Linked DNA regions of Mus musculus: regions 2, 3 and 4 are each linked to region 1. A link is a contact called in public promoter capture Hi-C data. All regions are on one chromosome and are shown on one strand. The core of a region is the stretch at or near the end of the contact, and the rest is flanking DNA. Distances in the headings are between cores, read along the strand shown. Region 1 holds the start of Pik3cb (phosphatidylinositol-4,5-bisphosphate 3-kinase catalytic subunit beta). Region 2 holds the start of Zbtb38 (zinc finger and BTB domain containing 38). Region 3 holds the start of Ppp2r3a (protein phosphatase 2, regulatory subunit B'', alpha). Region 4 holds the start of Rnf7 (ring finger protein 7).

Evidence for each region. Promoter capture Hi-C pulls out the DNA fragments that hold promoters and counts their contacts.
Region 2: a promoter capture Hi-C map of liver shows a contact between it and region 1, with 3 times the contacts expected there. The contact joins the promoter of Zbtb38 here to the promoter of Pik3cb in region 1. A contact is called at or near these places in 3 of 39 promoter capture datasets (liver, pre-B cells and stem cell-derived epiblast-like cells) and 1 of 9 other capture datasets (pancreatic islet).
Region 3: a promoter capture Hi-C map of pre-B cells shows a contact between it and region 1, with 7 times the contacts expected there. The contact joins the promoter of Ppp2r3a here to the promoter of Pik3cb in region 1. A contact is called at or near these places in 2 of 39 promoter capture datasets (liver and pre-B cells) and 1 of 484 Hi-C or Micro-C datasets (CD8 T cells).
Region 4: a promoter capture Hi-C map of liver shows a contact between it and region 1, with 7 times the contacts expected there. The contact joins the promoter of Rnf7 here to the promoter of Pik3cb in region 1. A contact is called at or near these places in 2 of 39 promoter capture datasets (erythroid cells and liver).

Annotation. Positions count from the first base shown.
Region 1 is chr9:99,138,770-99,143,454 of GRCm38.p6, reverse strand. Pik3cb (phosphatidylinositol-4,5-bisphosphate 3-kinase catalytic subunit beta) reads left to right here and starts at 3,244. Exons shown (of 24, transcript NM_029094.3): 1 at 3,244-3,464. It also overlaps the pseudogene Gm2773.
Region 2 is chr9:96,717,718-96,722,100 of GRCm38.p6, reverse strand. It overlaps Zbtb38 (zinc finger and BTB domain containing 38), which reads left to right and starts at 2,251. Exons shown (of 3, transcript NM_001359959.1): 1 at 2,251-2,315; 2 at 3,792-3,891.
Region 3 is chr9:101,249,226-101,253,857 of GRCm38.p6, reverse strand. Ppp2r3a (protein phosphatase 2, regulatory subunit B'', alpha) reads left to right here and starts at 2,026. Exons shown (of 14, transcript NM_001161362.3): 1 at 2,026-2,196.
Region 4 is chr9:96,475,589-96,480,154 of GRCm38.p6, reverse strand. It overlaps Rnf7 (ring finger protein 7), which reads left to right and starts at 1,480. Exons shown (of 3, transcript NM_011279.3): 1 at 1,480-1,747. The coding sequence starts at 1,573.

The DNA of each region.
Region 1 (4,685 bases), core at 1,995-4,494:
AGGCTTTTCCCCCAATTCTGGGATAGTAATTAGTTTATGCCATGTGCAATTATTTCTCTTTCCCAAAAAATGAGTTAATGAGAATTGCAATGCACACCTGCAATCCCAGAACTTCAGATGTTCAAGGCTGTCAAAATTAATAAAATAAGACCTCTAAACAAACTAGTGGACTGGACTCCCAGTCATGCCTCCCCCCCATTTCCGTCCTTCCTGTTTGTTTGCTGTTATGAGCAGTATTATACTAAAACGGCTACAGTAGACTTTGGTCTGGTTGAAGAAATCATTGCCAAGTTTATGTCTTGTCTTGTTTTGTTTTGTTTTTAAAAACAACCCAGAAATTTAGTTCCTCATAGTCCTAAACTCCAAAAGTGATGTCAAGATGCCTGCAAGGTCGGTTCCTTTTAAGGAATTAAGACTCTGCTTTACGTCCCCCTAGCTCCCGTAGCTGCTAGGAACTTTAGTGTCCCTAGGTTGTAAAAGATGTATCAACATTCTTCACATTACCTTCCTCTGTTTGTCAAATCTATCTTCTCTCTTTTTATTTTTATTAATCTATCTATCTATCTATCCATCTATCTATCTATCTATCTATCTATCTATCTATCTATCTATCTATCTATCCACTCAGGGTCTCAGTCTCACTAGGTAGCCCTCGCTGGCTTGGAACTCACTATGTAGACCAGGCTGCCTCTAACTTTCTTCCTTCTATTTTCTCCACTCTTATTTTTCTTTTGACACGATTTCACAGTTTTTAGCCCAGGCTCAGGCTTCTTGAGTTCTGGCATTACAGGGTTGCCATTCATTCATTCATTCATTCACTCATTCATTTTAGGGTTGTTTTGTTTTGTTTTGAGACAGGGTTTCTCTGTGCAACAGCCCTGATCGTACCAGAACTTGTTTTGTAGACCAGGCTGGCCTTGAACTCTCAGAGGTCTGCCTGCTTCTGCCTCCCAAGCACTGAATTAAAGGTGTTGTCACCAGGCCTGGCTTTGCCTTTTCTTTTGTAGGGACATTTATCTTCGGGATTAGGTCGACTCTAAAGGAAGGATGAGCCCATTTCTAAGCATTTAACTTACCTAGATCTGCAAGCATTGTTTTTTCAGCTAAGGTCACATTCACAGATTCCATAAGGATGTTTCTTTGGGATGCATGCACTCCTATCTCCTGATTACGTGTCTCTCTCATTGCTAGGTTGGGGGTGGGGGATGGGTATGGGTGCCTGAACCTAGCTTTCTGGGGCTGACAGGCATTTAATCCCTTCCTCTAAAACAACACAAGATTTTATTGTAGCAAAACTTTTGAAAACCAGAAAACCTAATTATCTACTCAAATTATTACCCTCTAGCCAAACAAGCCACTATTCTGTTTGCACCCTTTCAAGCTATTGTGTATCATTTCAAGCTCAAAGCTTTTAAAACATGCAGGACTACAAATCAAAGCATGAATGTGTGATTAAGTCATTCATATACATCCAAAGTGCACTCATTCTTTATAAGGTCCCGATGACAAGTGGGTGAGGATCTTAGCGACAAAACAACGCGAAGAGGAATACATCACAGAACTCTTATCACACACAGACGATTCGAAACTCACTGGTGTACAGTCTAATCTCCCAGAGTAGCTTTTCCAAGTACTGCATAGCAATACTATCAGCAAAGAACAGTGTAAAGATTAGGCCTCGATCCACTCTTTGTCATAGTACATTCCTATTCTAGCATTTCCATCCCCGATATTCACAGAAACTTCACAGGTATTTGGCAAGCTTCTTGTTTTACTCTCTGTCTCTGTGTCTCTGTCTGTCTCTGTGTCTGCCTCTCTCTCTCTCTCTCTCTCTCTCTCTGTCTCTGTCTCTCTCTCTCTCTCCAGGTTTCTCTGTGTACTCCTAGCTTTCCTGGAACTTGCTCTGTAGACCAAGCTGGCCTCAACTCACAGATCTGCCAGCCTGGCTTGTGTCACCAACCCTTTCTGCTTGGTCAGAAAGCCATTGCTAGTCTAGTGCAAGATACTTTTGCTTCTGTGGTGGACATGAGACTGACCTTGTGGTGGAGGGGAAGGAAGAAGCTTGGTACAAGGGTCGAGGATCAACGTGTGAAGGTCCTTTACTGACATTTCTGGCTGTGAGCTCGCTAAATATTAAGGGGAATTCTATTCATTAGACATCTGAAAAGACCTGGGCTTCACAGTTGGGTTAAGCATTTAATGTCCCACTGGCAATGGGCTGAAGCCTCAAAAGCTCCACATAAAATTACTTGTAGAAACCCCAAACTTGTACAAGCATGGTGAAATAGGTTAACCTCTGTTTTTTGTTTTTGTTTTTGTTTTTTTTTTGAGACAGGGTCCCTGCTATGCAGCTTTGCCTAGTCTGCAACTCAGGAAGTAACCTAGCTGGCCTGGCAATGCACCTGCCTTCTGGTCCTGAATGCAGAGCTTTATAGGCATTAGCCACCACGCTTGATTTTTTTTTTTTTTTAAATCACTTAGTTACATCCGCAGAATCAAACTATTGTTTTGACACCTTGTCTCATTTTCCTTCTACTTGTAGATTCTATCCTAGACTACTTAAGTATTTGCTTGAATTGTTAGAGTGGCGTTAGGTTACAGTAGGTTTACTATATGTAAACAAAAAGACTACAAGTATCCCACGCAGGACCTCTTAGGCTATGTGAGTGCCCTACCGCTGAGCTCTATCCGCCGCGCCCAAGGTTTGGCTGACAGTAAGTGAAATTCAAGCGTCTCACTAAAGAGCCATGAAATTTCCCGACAGCAGGGAGACAGAGGCGAGAAAAAAAAAAAAAAGCGCTGGGCGAAGTGTAAGGTTTGGCAGCCAAACGTCAGCTGCGGTGGTGCAGAGACGAACACAGAAGTGTTTCAAAGGCTGGACTCTTTACATCTAAATGATCGTTCACATCGCAGGGAATGGAAGGCCAGCTGGGCCGTGGGAACAAAGGGGAGTCTGCGGAGAAGCGGAACCGGGAGGTGCAGGTTTTCCCGAAGGCGGCGAGCTGGGGGCTGCAGACACCGCAGTGCTCTGCGAGCCAACCCCAGCGCGCCGGCAGCGCAGTAGGAACGCGGCACCGACAGCCGCACAGGGCGAGGCTGGTGCTGCCTCCCCTCGAGGGGCGGGGCTTGCGCGGTGAGTGGGCGGGGCTGCCTGGAGGCGGGCGTCGGGGGATTGGCCCTAGAGGGTGGGCGGGGCCGGGCAGCGGGGAGGAGAGCCCGGGAGGCTCGCGCGCGCGCTCGCGCAGGCGCGGGCACGGCGGTGGCGCGCGCGTGCTCCGTCGGGCGGTGCAGCGGCTGCGACGGAGCCGGCCATGGTCGTGGGCGGTGGGCGGGTGTCGCGCTGAGCCCCGAAGGCAGCAAGAGACTGGGAGCGGGGCATGCGGGTGTCGGAGCCAGGCGGGCACGGCTGCGGGAGCTGCTGACGGCGCTGCGGGATCGGGAGCCGGTGGCGGCGCGCGGGGCAGGTGAGCGCGGGAGGCGGCGCGGGCTGCGGCGCTGGCGGCTCGGGCGGGCGCTTCCTGCCGGGCTCGGCCGCGGGAGCGCGGGCTCCGAGGTACGCGGCGCCCAGGCCTCGGGCGGCGGACACCGAGCAGCGGAGGGCGCCCGGTGGGCGACCACAGAGAGAGCGGGCGCGGCACGGCCCAGCCGGTGTCGGTGCGGACGCCCGGCGGCTGCGGACCCTCAGGTGTTTCGGCGCAGCGTTCACCGCACGATTCCGGGCTCTCCGGTTTCAGACCGGTCAGAGTCCCGGTGCTGCGGCTAACCCGTCCCGCGCGGCCTTGGCTGAAATACCCCGAGGAGACGTGAAGCGGGAACTGTGAATACTCACCTCCCGGGATTGCGGGAGGCCGTGCTAACCTCGCTGTAAGTGCTCGGTGGACGGGAGCTTTTGGGAGTCGCTCACTGCAGCATCCTTGCTGGCTCTGGCTTGTTCCTTCCTAGAGGTTGGTATTGGGGGCAAATTTATTTCCGAACCGCTCTAGTGTTGCAATAAGCTCAACTCGAGTTGCTTAACGAAGGAGCCTGTTATCTTACAGCGGCCAGAGTAGGATTCTGTAGTCTCTTCCTAGAATTCTGTAGTTTCTCTCTTGGAAAGGCTGACTTGGAAACCTGTCTTGGGTACGGAGTGAATTAGTGCTAAGAATCCTATCAGAATCAGAGTTTACACAACGTGGAAGATGGTGGTGGGACATGTTACCTGACTTACTTTGGTATTTAACCCATCTGAAGTGACACTTAAATTGTCACTTGTTACAGAGTATAAACACAGGAAGAGTATGGAAACATACTCCTTTTTTCCTGCATTGCTACATCCGAAGGGAGTGACAAGTGCTTTTGTAAACATCGTTGTGGGCAGTGTTACTTACTGTCTGGTGAAGTCATCATAATTAAATTAGATGAGTATTTATTCTGAAGTGCTGAATGGATGTTTGGGAATACCAGTCGTAATGAAATCTCCAAGGAGTCTGAGTTTCCAGGAGTTCATTATCACTTGCGGGTCTTGGTACTGCTTTGTAAGTTTTTTTGTTTTGTTTTGTTTTATTTTGTTTTGGATCTTTTGAGACAGAACCTTGCGGTGTTATGGATCTTTTGAGACAGAACTTTGCGGTGTTAGTCCTCAGTGGTCTGGAACTCACTCTATAGACTAGGCTGGCTTTGATTCATGCCTCTTTCTCCCTTGTCTT
Region 2 (4,383 bases), core at 1,002-3,501, 2.4 Mb after region 1:
TTCCTCTTTGATCCTTGCTGCCTTGTGGAGGACATCTTGTGTGGGCTTAAAAGGCAACGTTTTAGTCTTGTGTAGTTGCTACATTGGAGACCTATAAAAAAACGGGAAAAGGGAACAGTGTTAAACTGCCCCATAACCTTAATCAGAAAGCGCATGCAGTGTAATAGAAACTTTGTGGGAATTAAACAAAATGAGACAGAAAACAAAGACAGCTTCCTGGGCAAGGCCTAGGAGCTATGGCGTAAAGATGAGCAGATAGAAGGGTAAGGAGACAAAGTCTTAGATTCTCCTTTTTCCTCTTAAAATGCATTAAAATGGGAATTATTACAAAGAAAACATCACATGTAGTAATTTCAGAACATTGTAAAGGAAACTTTACAGAAAAGAGCGTACTTATGATAAGATGGGATGTTTCCGGAAATTTCCAAATAGTTCCCCCACACTCAGAAGGATGATTGAGAGTCTGGTTATGAGGAAGGATGGAAATTTTTGAACGACTGGCTTATTACATAAGCTTCAAGCCATTGCTGTGATAGTTCAGTTCTTAAAACAATGTGAGGAAATATGCTTGCTTCTGGAGAAATATTTGGCTCCCATGAGAAAAAATTGCAAGTGTTTGTGATGGCCCGCTAGAGGTAAGGAGCCATCCACACACTGACTCTTAAAGCCAGAGCCAAGTTTCACTACTCACACACCGTTGACAGGATCTGATCAAGACACTTCCCCGAACACCCTGGAGTCAGACTTAGGTCATAGGTCCCAAGTGACCCTAGCAGATCACCAATGTAAAACCACTATAAACAACAGAAGCCCTAACTCAGAATAGTTAACCTTCAATGCTCAGACGTGTCTGAAGTTAGAGAGCACTTACAATGCTAGGTGCTATTGTAAATGATCCACGTGTATTATTTAATTCAATTTAAAAAAATCACCTAGGAGGTAGACATTAATACTAAAACATATTGCATGTTAGGTACCAAAGCTGAAGGTCAGAGAAGTGGCCGTACATAGCAACAAACCTAGGCTGTCAACACAGGCCTGCTGAATCCAGAAGGCCAACCAACCTTGCCCGCTACCTCCCACCGGTCCCAGGGAATCAGCCACAGCCATACAGCTTACAGACTTCCCAGTCTTTGTGCACCAGTTTTCCCGAATTTTAAAATCATCTTCAGAGTTTCTAAAAGCCTCAATGGAAACACAAACAGGCAATTAGACCACGAGTTTCTTCAGTTTTGTTTTTTAAGGCTGGTATCTACCATTGCCAACAAGTTAGATCAGGTCTTGTGGAAGTTCTCATTGGCAGTTATGTAGACAAAAACATTCAAGCTCCCTTTTTTTTTAAGGGGAAGATGAATCATTACTTAATACATGCAGTTTAGTGGAGTTAATCTGTGAACACTGGCCTATGGAGCGAGAGAATAAAAGGGTGTTTGGCATCGAGAAGGTCGGGAACTGCTCGTTACATGTGTATGCACGTTGCCCAACCTGTCAGCCTTCACAACTCTGCATTTTTTTAAGTGACACCATTCTTCCTGCATCGTTTATGGGGCTTTACTTTGCATATAGTATTAAAAATCTACTCAGCTCACCAAAATGATCATATTCTTAATGTTTGGTCAAGGAACTGGGGTGCATAAATGGCAAGTACTGTATTCCAGGAAAATACCCTTTTTCAAAACCTTAAGGTTTTGCCAGGGAGCGAGTCGTTTTCCAAAGGACACACACACACACACACACACACACACACACACACAAAATCAAAAACTAAAAACAAACAAAAAATACTAAAGACTCAATGCTGGATGGTTCAAAACAAACACCTGCACTTAGGTGTGCGTGGGGCAGTAGGTGCCACACTGCGAATCTGTGTGGGAAGGATGTCAGCGGGCAGTCGGTGGCTTTTATTTTTTTCATTGCATGAAACAGTTCTTATACCATGGTGGGAAATAATCCAGGCGTCCCCTGACAGCCATGAGAAAGCACAGGTGACACCCTGTTCTCAGAATTTGGTGCGGGTTAAAACTGCATAGGGTGCCCGGGGCCTGCTCGGTGGCTGCGCAGCATCTGTGCGAGCCTGGCTCTGCCGCAGTGGCGCCGGGGGGTGCGGGAGCCTCGCGGCCTGCAGCGTCCCGGAAGCCCTGCGCGTCGGCGCCCGAGGTCGAGCGACCGTCCGGCCTGCACTGCACCAGGGGCAGACCGGGGCGTCCGGGCCCAGCCGCCGGCGTCCATTTTCTGGGCGGCGCTGCGGCCGGACTCGCAGGTCCGGAAGCGCCATGGACCCCGCGGGAAGCGCGCGGGCGGCGGAGCGGAGCCCCGTAAGTGCGCGGGGTCCGCGCGACTCCGGGGCGTGGAGGTGGGGAGGCGGGAGCCGGTGGGCAGCGCTCGCGCCGGGCTGCAGCGGACGCGGAGCGGAGCGGAGCCTACGGAGCAGCCAGCGTCCGCAGGTGCCCGCGTCCCGCCCCACCAGGCTCGGCTGCAGGGGGGCAGCGGGGAGTGACGCGCACCTGGGGCTCGGGACTGTCGCGCCTCCCCTCCGGTGAAGCGCAAACCCGGGCTGCTTCCTGACCCTACCCGTTCGCGATGAGATCCTAGTGCGACACCAAGCCCCTGGAATTGAACCGGATGTTCAAAGGCAGGGCCCTGCCTCCAGGGGTTGCAGCCTTGGCCTCCTGCTCCTGCTTGCTGCAGCCGTCTGTCCGTTGGGACAATTCAACAGTCAGCCTTTAGACACCTCTTTGCAGGTTAGCTGATAAATAACCTGAGATTTTAATCTGTCTGCGCTTCCACTTTATAACTCCTGCTTTGCGGTGGGTAAGTGCCTGGTTCCCATTCTGGATATTGGGCCTGATTGGAAAACCCTTGTAATGATCGGTTCTAAATGATAACCGTTTATGTTGCGTATGCATATTTGAAAGGTTAAAGGGCATTCACCTAATTGGGAAGCTCAAGTGCTTGCTCTGGTTCGCGTGGCTGGAAAGACTCGTTTTGTTGTGGTTTCAGAGAAACTTATAGCGTCTTACAGTAGCTAAGATCAAAGAGCAGAGTTTGTGTTTTGTGACAGGGTCTGGTTAAGGAGCCTAGAATGGTTAATAGGTTAGCCCAAGCTGGTTTCGAACTTGCCACTTGCAGCGGTTGACTGACTGCTAGGATGATAGGCCTTCTACCAGTGTTTTTCCAGGACCAAACACGCATTAGAATTCCTTTGATGGGTCATTGCTGAAAATTTTGAAAAGATTAGAATATATAGTGCGAAAAGACTAGAAAAAGTAACCGTTGCACACAGTACAGATAAGCATAGTTTAATGAAGCCTTTGGCTTATATAACATCATTTGTAATAAAATGGGTCACTGTCAAAAAAGCCTTTAAGACTCCAATTTAGCGTTCTGTGGTGGGGATTTTGCACCCAAATCAGACTGGGTTTGTGCTGATGTTAACCTGGGTTTGAATCCCGACACTCACCCAGGGTGACCTCCAGAAACAGGTTCACGGCACTGTTTGCAGCTGTAAAATGGGGAACTGTTCCCTACAGCTGAGGGGTGTTACGGAGATTTACCCATCCGCTGAGAGCACTTGGTGGAGTTCCCGATGTCCTAAAGGCACCTCACATATACTAACGGCAATGACTTTTGTGGCTGAAATCCTGAATCCTAGACACTCGTCCTGAATCCTAGACACTAGTCCTGAATCCTAGACACTAGTCCTGAATCCTAGACACTAGTCCTGAGTCCTAGACACTAGTCCTGAATCCTAGACACTAGTCCTGAATCCCTGCACTTTCATCTTCTCTTAGATCTTGATATGGAAGACATGGCGGGCTCAGAACCAAGGATTTCCGAGTGATTTCTGCCAAAGCACAGAAGCTAACTCCGTCAAGGCTGGCGTGTTCTGAGGTAACTGAGGTCTATGTCTTTCCTTAGTCAGCATGAAATAAGAAATGGCAGTTTCTAAAAGAATCCTCAAGGTTACTGAATCATGAGTTCGACCTGCCAGGTTTGTGTACTACGAAATTTCCACGACTCTCAAGCAGTCTGTTATTAAGAACACACGGTGTGCCAGGCCTCTGTGCAGAGGGAGAACTAGCAAACGAAACTTCAAGGCAACAGGCTCAGCTCATGTTAGCTCTACTGGTAGATGTGATGAGAACTTTTGTGTGTGTGTCTTGATAGATCTGTGGCTTCCTCAAGTCGTAAGGATCCGAAAACAAGATGGAAGGCCGGAGTGTTTAACTGAGTTGTTGTTGTTACCCGTGGCGGGTTGAGGCCAGGGCAGACATGCTGCCAGCTTCTCCACTTGCTGTAGAGTGAGCCCCCTGCTAGCGGTAGAGTATGCAAGCATGAAGAGACATTTGTGTTTCTCACGCAGATGTCCTGACAGGCCAGCAC
Region 3 (4,632 bases), core at 777-3,276, 2.1 Mb before region 1:
TTATTCTTGCTGTATATTTTTTCATCATAAAGTTGTTCAGATGTCCCCTTCCCTGAGAAAATGTATACCATTTTCTCTCCCTACCACAAAAGAACTCTGTTCAAGACTATTCCTCTATTATGATAACAAATTTCTCATTTATTCTCAAATATTTCTTTATTTCTTGACTATGCACAAAGACTGTACATTCTATCCATAACACCTTCCTTAGAGACTGGAGTTCAATAACTGTGATAAGTTGGTAATTCACTAAGATAGAGGATGGTTCTATTGTATTGAATCAAATTTCCAGGCATGAAATTGTGTCCTTTTCTGGAACAGGGGTTTTATTTATTTACTTCCTACTTATTGAGACAGATTCTCATGCAGCCCAGGCTAGCTGACTTGTTATGACCCGTAGCCAGCCTTGAACTTCTAATCTTCTAGAATTGCAGGCATGCTCCTCCACACCCAGGAGGGATTATGTCCTTTTCATTCCAGTGGACTGTGTAAGTAAATGGAGGGCAAAGGCCCCACAGGAGTCCAAAGGTAAAGGCAGGGGGTAAGGTGTTGAAGTTCTGTGATTCTCTGTGTACTTCCTGTCCTTACCATCAAAAACTGTTCTGTGACCTTTGTCACTTCTTTGTGTCTTGCCCTTCCTTCTTCACAGGATTGTTCTGACACAAAAGAAGATATTCAACGCGGTATGGTGAAGGACTTTTAAAATAGGAAAGTATAAAGTTGGGTGTGTGATGGTTTTTCTTCTTTCAAGACAACGAAGACCACATTCTAGCTATTAAAAAGATTAACTTGGTGAAATGACTCAGGATGTAGAGCCTGTTTGAGGCAATTTTATATACATTTTTCTTTTAAAAATAAAAATATATTTCTTATAATCAACCTTACACATAGCTACAGAATGTGAAATTGTATACATTTTGTATGCACCATCTATACCTAAATGTATGTACACATCACATATGATTTCACATGTACACATAAGGCACTCTGTAAGCAACTGTTGTTTTGCTAAGAAATGTTGACAGAAAGGAAGAGATAAAACACGTACGCAGAGCCTGTTCTCACAGTTTGCCTAATGCCTGGCTCTTTAAAGTCTTATCTACATCTGGTTCTTCACCTCTACGTGACCAAATGTCACGTACTGTTCCTTCCCCTGACTGGCTTGCTTGTTTTACCTATGTGCTTACATAATGATTGATTGACTTTTTAATTTAGAATTGAACTGCATTATTTTTATTGTTTAGCTGTGGTACTCATGTAGCCCAGGTTGGCCTCAAAGTAGCAGCAATGTCACCAAAGTTCAAACACTTGGAACTTCTTGTTCTCTATCTAGCCTCCTCCACCTCTGCAGAGCTTTGCAGACATACATTACCTCTCCCAGTTTATGTGGTTTTATCCTCGTTTACTATACCAACGGGGTTACATCCCTAGCCCAGTCAGCCCATTTATTTCCCACTTTTAGTAAAAGCAAACCTCGCTTATTATTTTAGCTAGGGTCAAAGCTTAAGAAATCAAAATTGCAAATGTTTCAGAACACTCCATTAAGTTGTGCATTTGTTTTACATAGCTTTGTTTATTTAACAATTTTTATTCTGTTAACAATTCGCTTAAAATAAATAAATAAATAAACTCTTCGTTCAAAATTCACACAACTTGGGTTGAGCGAATAGGAGCATGCTGGTGTGGGCCACAGTAAGAGTGTAGACTGTAGTCAGATGGGATAGCCTCCCGGAAGAGCAGGACAGTTATCGAAGAGGACAGTAAGAAGGGTAATAAAAATAATGACGGCCATCATAAAGTGTATACTCTTAACATGAAATTCAGTCCCCAAATAGTGCGAATAGCCTTCTCCATTACACTAAGTAAATCACAGCGGCGGCCGAGGCGACGGCTCTCGCAGTGCCCCTCAGGGCCCCCTTTCGGAGGAAGGAGAGTGGGAGGAACCCAGCACGGCCAGGTGGGCGGGGCCGGGGCCGAGGGGGCGTGTCTGGTGGGCGGGCCTGTGGCGCTAGTGGGCGGGGCTGTGGCGCTGGCGGGCAGCTAAGCTGCTGGGCGGCTGGGCGGGGCGCGCTCAGGCCTCGGCTCCTCACGCGCGGCGTAAGCGGCCCAGACCCCGCGCTGCGGGAAGCCGGGGTGGCGTGTGCGCGTCGCCTGCGAGCCGAGGCAGCCGCGGGAGGAGGAGCAGCGGGCACTGAGGTAGGCGCACAGACGCGGGGCCTTAGGCCGGTTCTCCTTGGGAGCCCCCGGCCCTCCACGGGCTGGCGAGGCCGAGGGGCGGCGCACAGAGACCGGGGCGGGCGGGGCCGGGGGCGGGGTCTGGCCTGGCCGCAGGGGCCGCGCGCGGTGAAGGGACTCCTGGTGGAGCGCAGGCACGCCACGCCAGAGGACTCCCGGGGCTGGCGGCCGTGGAGAACGGTGGCCCGGGAGCTCCGCGGAGGAGGCCAGGGGGCCGGATGGCCGGCGCCTCCCACCTCGCGGGACGCCCGGGCCGGGAACTCGTTAACAGGAAAGCTTGGCAGGGCAGCAAATGCCAAGGTTCTGGAAGAACTGAGAGTCACGTCGTTAGGCGCTGAGGCTTTATTTTCCTTCCCCGCCCCCTGCCCGGCCTCGGCCCGACTTGGCCAAAGAAGGATGTGTCACCAGTTCGGGGCTGCGGGCGGGATCCCAGCCACTCTGGGCACAGGGGCACCTGAAACAAAGGTATCGGGCGACCGAGTGGCTGAGCTGCGAGCACCTCAGCCGGTCCCACGGTCGCGCCGGCCGGGCTGCAGGCTTGAGGGGCGTTCTCCTTGGGGACCGCTCGATGGAAACCAGCTGGCCCGGCTTGGAGTTGATGTTGCATCGGAACTGTGTTGTGCTCACATTATTTCCATTCCTCCCACTCTGATAAAGCCTAGGGAAATTTTATCCCGCTTGATGGTCTGCAGATGCAGAGGGGGGAGGACAAATTGCTGTTTGTAAATTATAAGGTATTTTCTTTGTAGAAAATAGTTTAAGAACATAGAATAAATGCTTGAACACGTAAGCGGAGAGGATGATTTGTAGTGCCTTTCAAAATTGGAAAAGAGTTCCTCCACGGATCTTCAGTTATGTACAAAACGTCCCCCGCCTCTTTGGTGCCAGGCATTTTTCTTTGTTCTTCCTTAGTGTCTGGCCTCAGTTTCTTGTAAACAGAGCATCAAGCACAGGGACCCTAAGAATTGCCATACTAGGTCAGAGCATGGGCGTCCAGCTAAGCAGGCAGCAGGCTCGTGTTGTAGTAAACACAGGGCTTTCCTTGGCATCGTTAAAAATTATCTCAGTTTCTTTCACTGGTCTCCATGACGATTACTGAAAGCGTTCTTAAAAATCTGTAGACGGCTCCTGATTTGCATGCAATTTATTCACGTTTATTGCATTCAAAAGGCTGTCTCACCACTTCTGACAAAACTTATGGCATGAGATACTCGTGAGAGGGGAAAAATGGATCTTTTACACAGCCTGGAAAGCTCAGGTCAGGAATACAAAGTTTTGCGGTTCTTTGGGGGTTTGTTTGTTTGATTTTTGTTTTGTTTATACACACACACACACACACACACACACACACACACACACTGGAAAAGTCTATCCCAAGGCCCATGTGGTTGGATTCAATGATAGCTTTAAACACCAACAACCTGAATAGTAGGCAGCTAATGCTTTAACATTCACACATATGATTTGCATATATTAAAAAGTAGCTTAGCATTTTACACAGTGACTATCTGGCTTTATCTTGGTCTAGGTAATCTGGCCTTAAGGTTCTGCTAAAACCTCGTATCCTCCGAGAGAGGAAATTTTGCTTGAGCAGGAAGGGAATAAGGTTGGGCAGTTCTGCAGTACAGACTATTTGAAGGTAATAACTTAAACTTGTCAGCCACACATTTCAGTTCCAGTTGAACAGGGCTCTGTCACCTTTCAACAAGTAACTCAAGTTTTCCGTCTCTGAAGCTCTTCTTGACATCCCCTTAGCTCTGCCTTACACCTCAGCAAAATAACCACAACAGAACCCCGCCAAGTAAGGGGGAGGATGCCTCCCTTTTGAATAGTAGCATCCTCAGTCAGGATCTCTCTTATGTGGTGCTGTTGACATTTTAGATGAGATAATACTTCGTCATGGTAGCCTATCCTGTGCCGTAGGTAGAGGATGGTTAGCCACACTCCTGACTTATAATCCTAGCTGTTAGTAGCACTACACACATAAATAATGGCAATCAAAGCTGTTTCTAGACGTTGCTGGGCATACCCTGAGAAGGACCAAGCTATCCCTGGTTGAAAGCCATTGTCGTAAATGAACGGCTGCTTTAATACCAGGACACTGCATTGTCCTTGTTTGGTTATGTATTGACTCTGCTTTCTTAAGCTTAAGGGCAAGAGAAGTCATTTATTTAATGTGTGACAGCCTGCTCTGCAAACTGTGTGGTAGGTAGGTCATGTCTTGGAATACAAAGGTAAAAGCAACTGATTTGATCTCTGCACTTCTGTTTTTATCATCTAAAGAGGTAATTGGTGTGAACATATGTAATTACACAGTTATGTCATTACAGCAGTGCTAAATTCTGAGAGGAGAAGTACAGGTTTCCTGAGTACCTAAAATGTTAATCTTGACCTAGT
Region 4 (4,566 bases), core at 231-2,730, 2.7 Mb after region 1:
AAAATAACTGAAGAAGGCACAAGTCAAAAGTAACTTTCATGTTACGTCTGGAAAAAAAAATCACCATGTTCTGTCAGAAATGAACGTTTCAAGATTGTTCTGTCATCTGACTTTCATGTGAGTTGTGGTCTTTGTGGGGTTTGCCTTTAGAAACACCGTATCCCTGAGCTGCGACACCAAGAGACTCTGAGGCATGCGCCGGAATTTGGTCCTGCACGAATAAAGGACTCGTACTTTTTTGTTTGTTTTTGTTTTTCGAGACAAGGCTTCTCTGTGTAGCCTTGGTTGCCCGAAACTTGATTTGTAGACCAGGCTGGCCTTATAACTCACAAGGATCCACCTGCTGCTGTCTCCCAAGTGCTCAGAGTAAGGTGTGCACGGCCACTGCCCCATATACTTCTAATTGGCTTAACCGGTAAGGATGGACACCACCACCCCCGTTGGTAAGAGTAGCCTGAAGGATGGCGGTGGACGTGAGCTGAGCACGAGGCAGGAACATTTGTTTTGCTTTTTCATCCAAGCTTTCCTTCAATGCTGGCCAAGTGATCTGAGACAAAGCCTGGTGGGAGGGACCTAACCACAGTCCCAGGGGCCCACTGCCTGGCCCTTCCCTGGCTGGCTCACTCTGCTTTCTCCCCAGCACACATTTGCTTAAGCATTGCGTTCTTGCCCTTCTGCTTACCTATTCTCTGTCACCTGAGAACAATAACAAACAAACAAACAAACAAACAAATGTAGTGTCTGGAGGGATGACTCAGTGGTTAAAACCATGGTCTGTTCTTCCAAACGACCGGGGTTCAATCCTCAGCACCTCCATGGCAGATCACAACTGTCTGTAACTCCAGGTCCTTTCCAAGGAATCTGACACCTCACAGCAATGCACATAAAATAAAGTTTAAAAAAACATATATTTTGTTTGTTTGCTTGCTTGCTTGCTTGCTTGCTTGTTGCGAGACAGGGTTTCTCTGTATAGCCCTGGCTGTCCTGGAACGCACTTTGTAACCAGGCTGGCCTTGAACTCAGAAATCCGCCTGCCTCTGCCTCCCGAGTGCTGGGATTAAAGGTGTGAGCTACCACGCCCGGCTGCCGAAAAACCAAAAATAAATAAATAAATAAATAAATAAATAAATAAATAAATAAATAAATAAATGAATCTGAATTCAAGGCCAACCATTTTGTAAGATACGGAGGTTACAGTGATGAGAATTCTGTCCCTACTCTTGATAGTTTTACATTTGGGAGAAAGGAGACAAATGAAGACAGGGACGATGTGATTTCTGAGACTCCCCCGAGTTTAATACAATGTAACTCCAGACAATGCTCGCTTACTGACCCGGGCCTGCCCTACAGCAACTGGCCTTTGGCCACTTTAGCAAGCGCTGGGGTTCTCTGTACAGGCCTTGCCCAGCCCCTCGTGACGTCACTGGCGCGCGCCATCCAATCATCGCCGTCTGGCTCCGCCCGCCCGCCCGTGCCTGCGGGAGGCTCCGTGGCGTGTGTTGTGGCCCCGCTGAGCCACCGTACCTCCCGCCTCCGCGCCCAACGTCCGCGTCGCCGTTCTGCGCCGCCGCCATGGCCGACGTGGAGGACGGCGAGGAACCCTGCGTCCTTTCTTCGCACTCCGGGAGCGCAGGCTCCAAGTCGGGAGGCGACAAGATGTTCTCTCTCAAGAAGTGGAACGCGGTAGCCATGTGGAGCTGGGACGTTGAGTGCGATACCTGTGCCATCTGCAGGGTCCAGGTGATGGGTAAGCGATGCAGGCGAAGCCGGGACCGCGAGCTGGGCCGAGCCGGCGAGTGCTGGGCCGGGCCGGGCCGCCAGACACGGGATGGTTCCTATGGGGGCGGGGGGGAGGGGGCGTGACCGGGATACCCGAGGGGAACCTCCGGCCCTGCGGCCAGCAAATCTCCCAGCGGATCCCTCGCGTAGATCTGAGGGTTGGGATGTTCGTCTTTGAGATGCTCTCACGTTCCTCAGGATTAGAGCTTGCCCATTTAGCCGAGGTTGGCTTAGAACCCAGGAGGGCGCACCTCCCAAAAACTGGAAATTGCGAGCCTGCGCCACTATACGGATTCTGTCTCATAACCGAAATGAGGCTCAGTGACCGGAGAGATGTTTCCACAGTTAAGAGCACAAGCTTGTTCTTAACAGAGAACCCGGGTTCGATTTTCCACACCCACATGGCAACTCACCACCCTCTAACTCCTGTTCCAATAACTCCAGCACCCCATTATGGCCCTTGAGGGCATTAGGCACATTTGGTATGCAAACCCAGATGCAGGTAGCATAAACATAAAATTTTAGATTACTGTGAGGTTGCTTTACAGGGCGACTGGGGAGTAGTTGAAATAGATTTCTGCAGTTTGAAAATGTGCGCGTTTCTTGGCTTTGAGACTTTAAACGTAGCATCAAGAGATTCCACAGTCTATTCTTTGTCTTTGGACTTGCTTCATCAGGGCTCCCAAACTTTACTTTTTACATTTAATTGTAGACCCAGACACTAGTTTCTATGTAGAATCTGATTTGACTAAAACACTAAAATCCAGCTGTTCCACCCCTCATCCTTGCTTAGGAGCTGGGCAGTGATTTCCATTTTAGGGTTGAGTGTGGTTGCGAATGTCTGAAATGCCAGCACTCGGGAGGCTGAGGCATGGGGGCAGAGGCAGCACAAGCTTTGCTTAGAAATTTTATTCTGGCCAGGTGTGGTGATATCTTTAAACTTAGTACTCGAGAAGCAAAGATAAACAGATCTCTGTGCGCCTTAGGCCAGCCTGGTCTACACAACCAAGGCTAAGTAGTGGGACCCCATCTTAAAAACAAATAATGAATAAATCTTTTTTGTTTGTTTTGGTTTTTTCGAGACAGGGTTTCTCTGTGTAGCCCTGGCTGTCCTGGAACTCACTTTGTAGACCAGGCTGGCCTCCAACTCAGAAATCCACCTGCCTCTGCCTCCCGAGTGCTGAAATTAAAGGGGTCCACCACCACGCCCGCTTTTTTTTTTTAAATCATCATCATCATTATTTTATTACCCTGTTGTTAATGGTGCATTCTTTAATCCCAGCACTTGGGAGCCATAGGCAGGTGGGTCTCTTGAGTTCCATGACAACCTGATCTAACAGCAAATTCCAGGATAGCCAGTACTACACAAGAAACCCTGTCTTTAAAAACAACAAAATTTACTTAGAGTTGTGGTGGGGGCGGACACATAGAAGAACTCTGTGTGTGTGTGTGTGTGTGTGTGTGTGTGTGTGTGTGTGTGTGTGTGTGAGTGTGAGTGTGACATAGAAGAAGAGTATTGGGAGTTGCTTCTTTTCTCCTGCCATGTGGGTCCCAAGGCTTAAACTCATGCAAGCACTTTAATTTTTGAGCAGTCTATCTGGCCAGAGATTGGCTTTTTGTTTGTTTGTTTTTCGAGACAGGGTTTCTCTGTGTAGACCAGGCTGGCCTCGAACTCAGAAATCCACCTGCCTCTGCCTCCCAGGCACTGGGATTAAAGGCGTACACCACCACACCCGGCTGAGATTGGCTTTTAAATATATATAGTTAAGTTTGTTTGTTTGTTTATTCTGGGCGTGGTGGCACACACCTTTTAATCCCGCACTTGGGAGGCAGAAGATGGATCTCTGATTTCAAGGCCAACTTGGTCTACTTAATGATCTCTAAGACGGCCATCCAGGTTTATGTAGAGAGCCTGTCTCAACCTACCCCACCCCTAACATTGTTAAATTTTAGTTTAATGAATGCACATGTATGGAGGGTATGGACATATGTGTTTAAGAGCCCGTGGATCCCTCTGGAGCTGGGGTTATGGCAGTTGTGAGCTCCCTGGGCCGGGCACTGGGACTAAACTTGACATCCTGTTTGAGAGTTCTTACACTGAGCCATCTCTCAGGCCCTGACTTTTCATAATCTTAAAGTTATTTATTTGCCTTCTTTTTTTTTTTATAGTTTTTTTTTTTTTTTAAGATTTATTTATTTATTATATGTAAGTACATTGTAGCTGTCTTCAGACACTCCAGAAGAGGGCATCAGATCTTGTTACAGATGGTTGTGAGCCACCATGTGGTTGCTGGGATTTGAACTCCGGACCTTCGGAAGAGCAGTCGGGTGCTCTTACCCACTGAGCCATCTCACCAGCCCCTTATTTGCCTTCTTATTCCAAAGTTGGCCTGTCACCCAGTTGCAGTGTGGGTAATCTCTCCCTTGGGTTCCACCTATACCCTGTACAGCCAGAGTAGAGTGCCTGCTTGTGATAACTTAGAGATTTCACAATGGCTGTTTGGAGCTTTGGTTTCCTACTTATTAAAAAGGTGGCGGCCAGAGCTAGAGCAGCCGCAGGTGTCATCAGCACACCGGGTGGTTTGCTTGCCTCCCTTCTCCATTTCCTAGTGAGCTCCATGGGGGACAGCCTTGGCTGTTTTGTCATCCCAAGGCTTAAATCCTAGAAGAGTGGGTGTTTAGTAACTATGGATAAAGCCCAAGGAGGCAGTTTTATATCTATATAGAAGAGGCCAGGATGGCTGTGGGGTTTTTGTTTGAAGGTAATAGTGTGTGGAAAGAAACAAA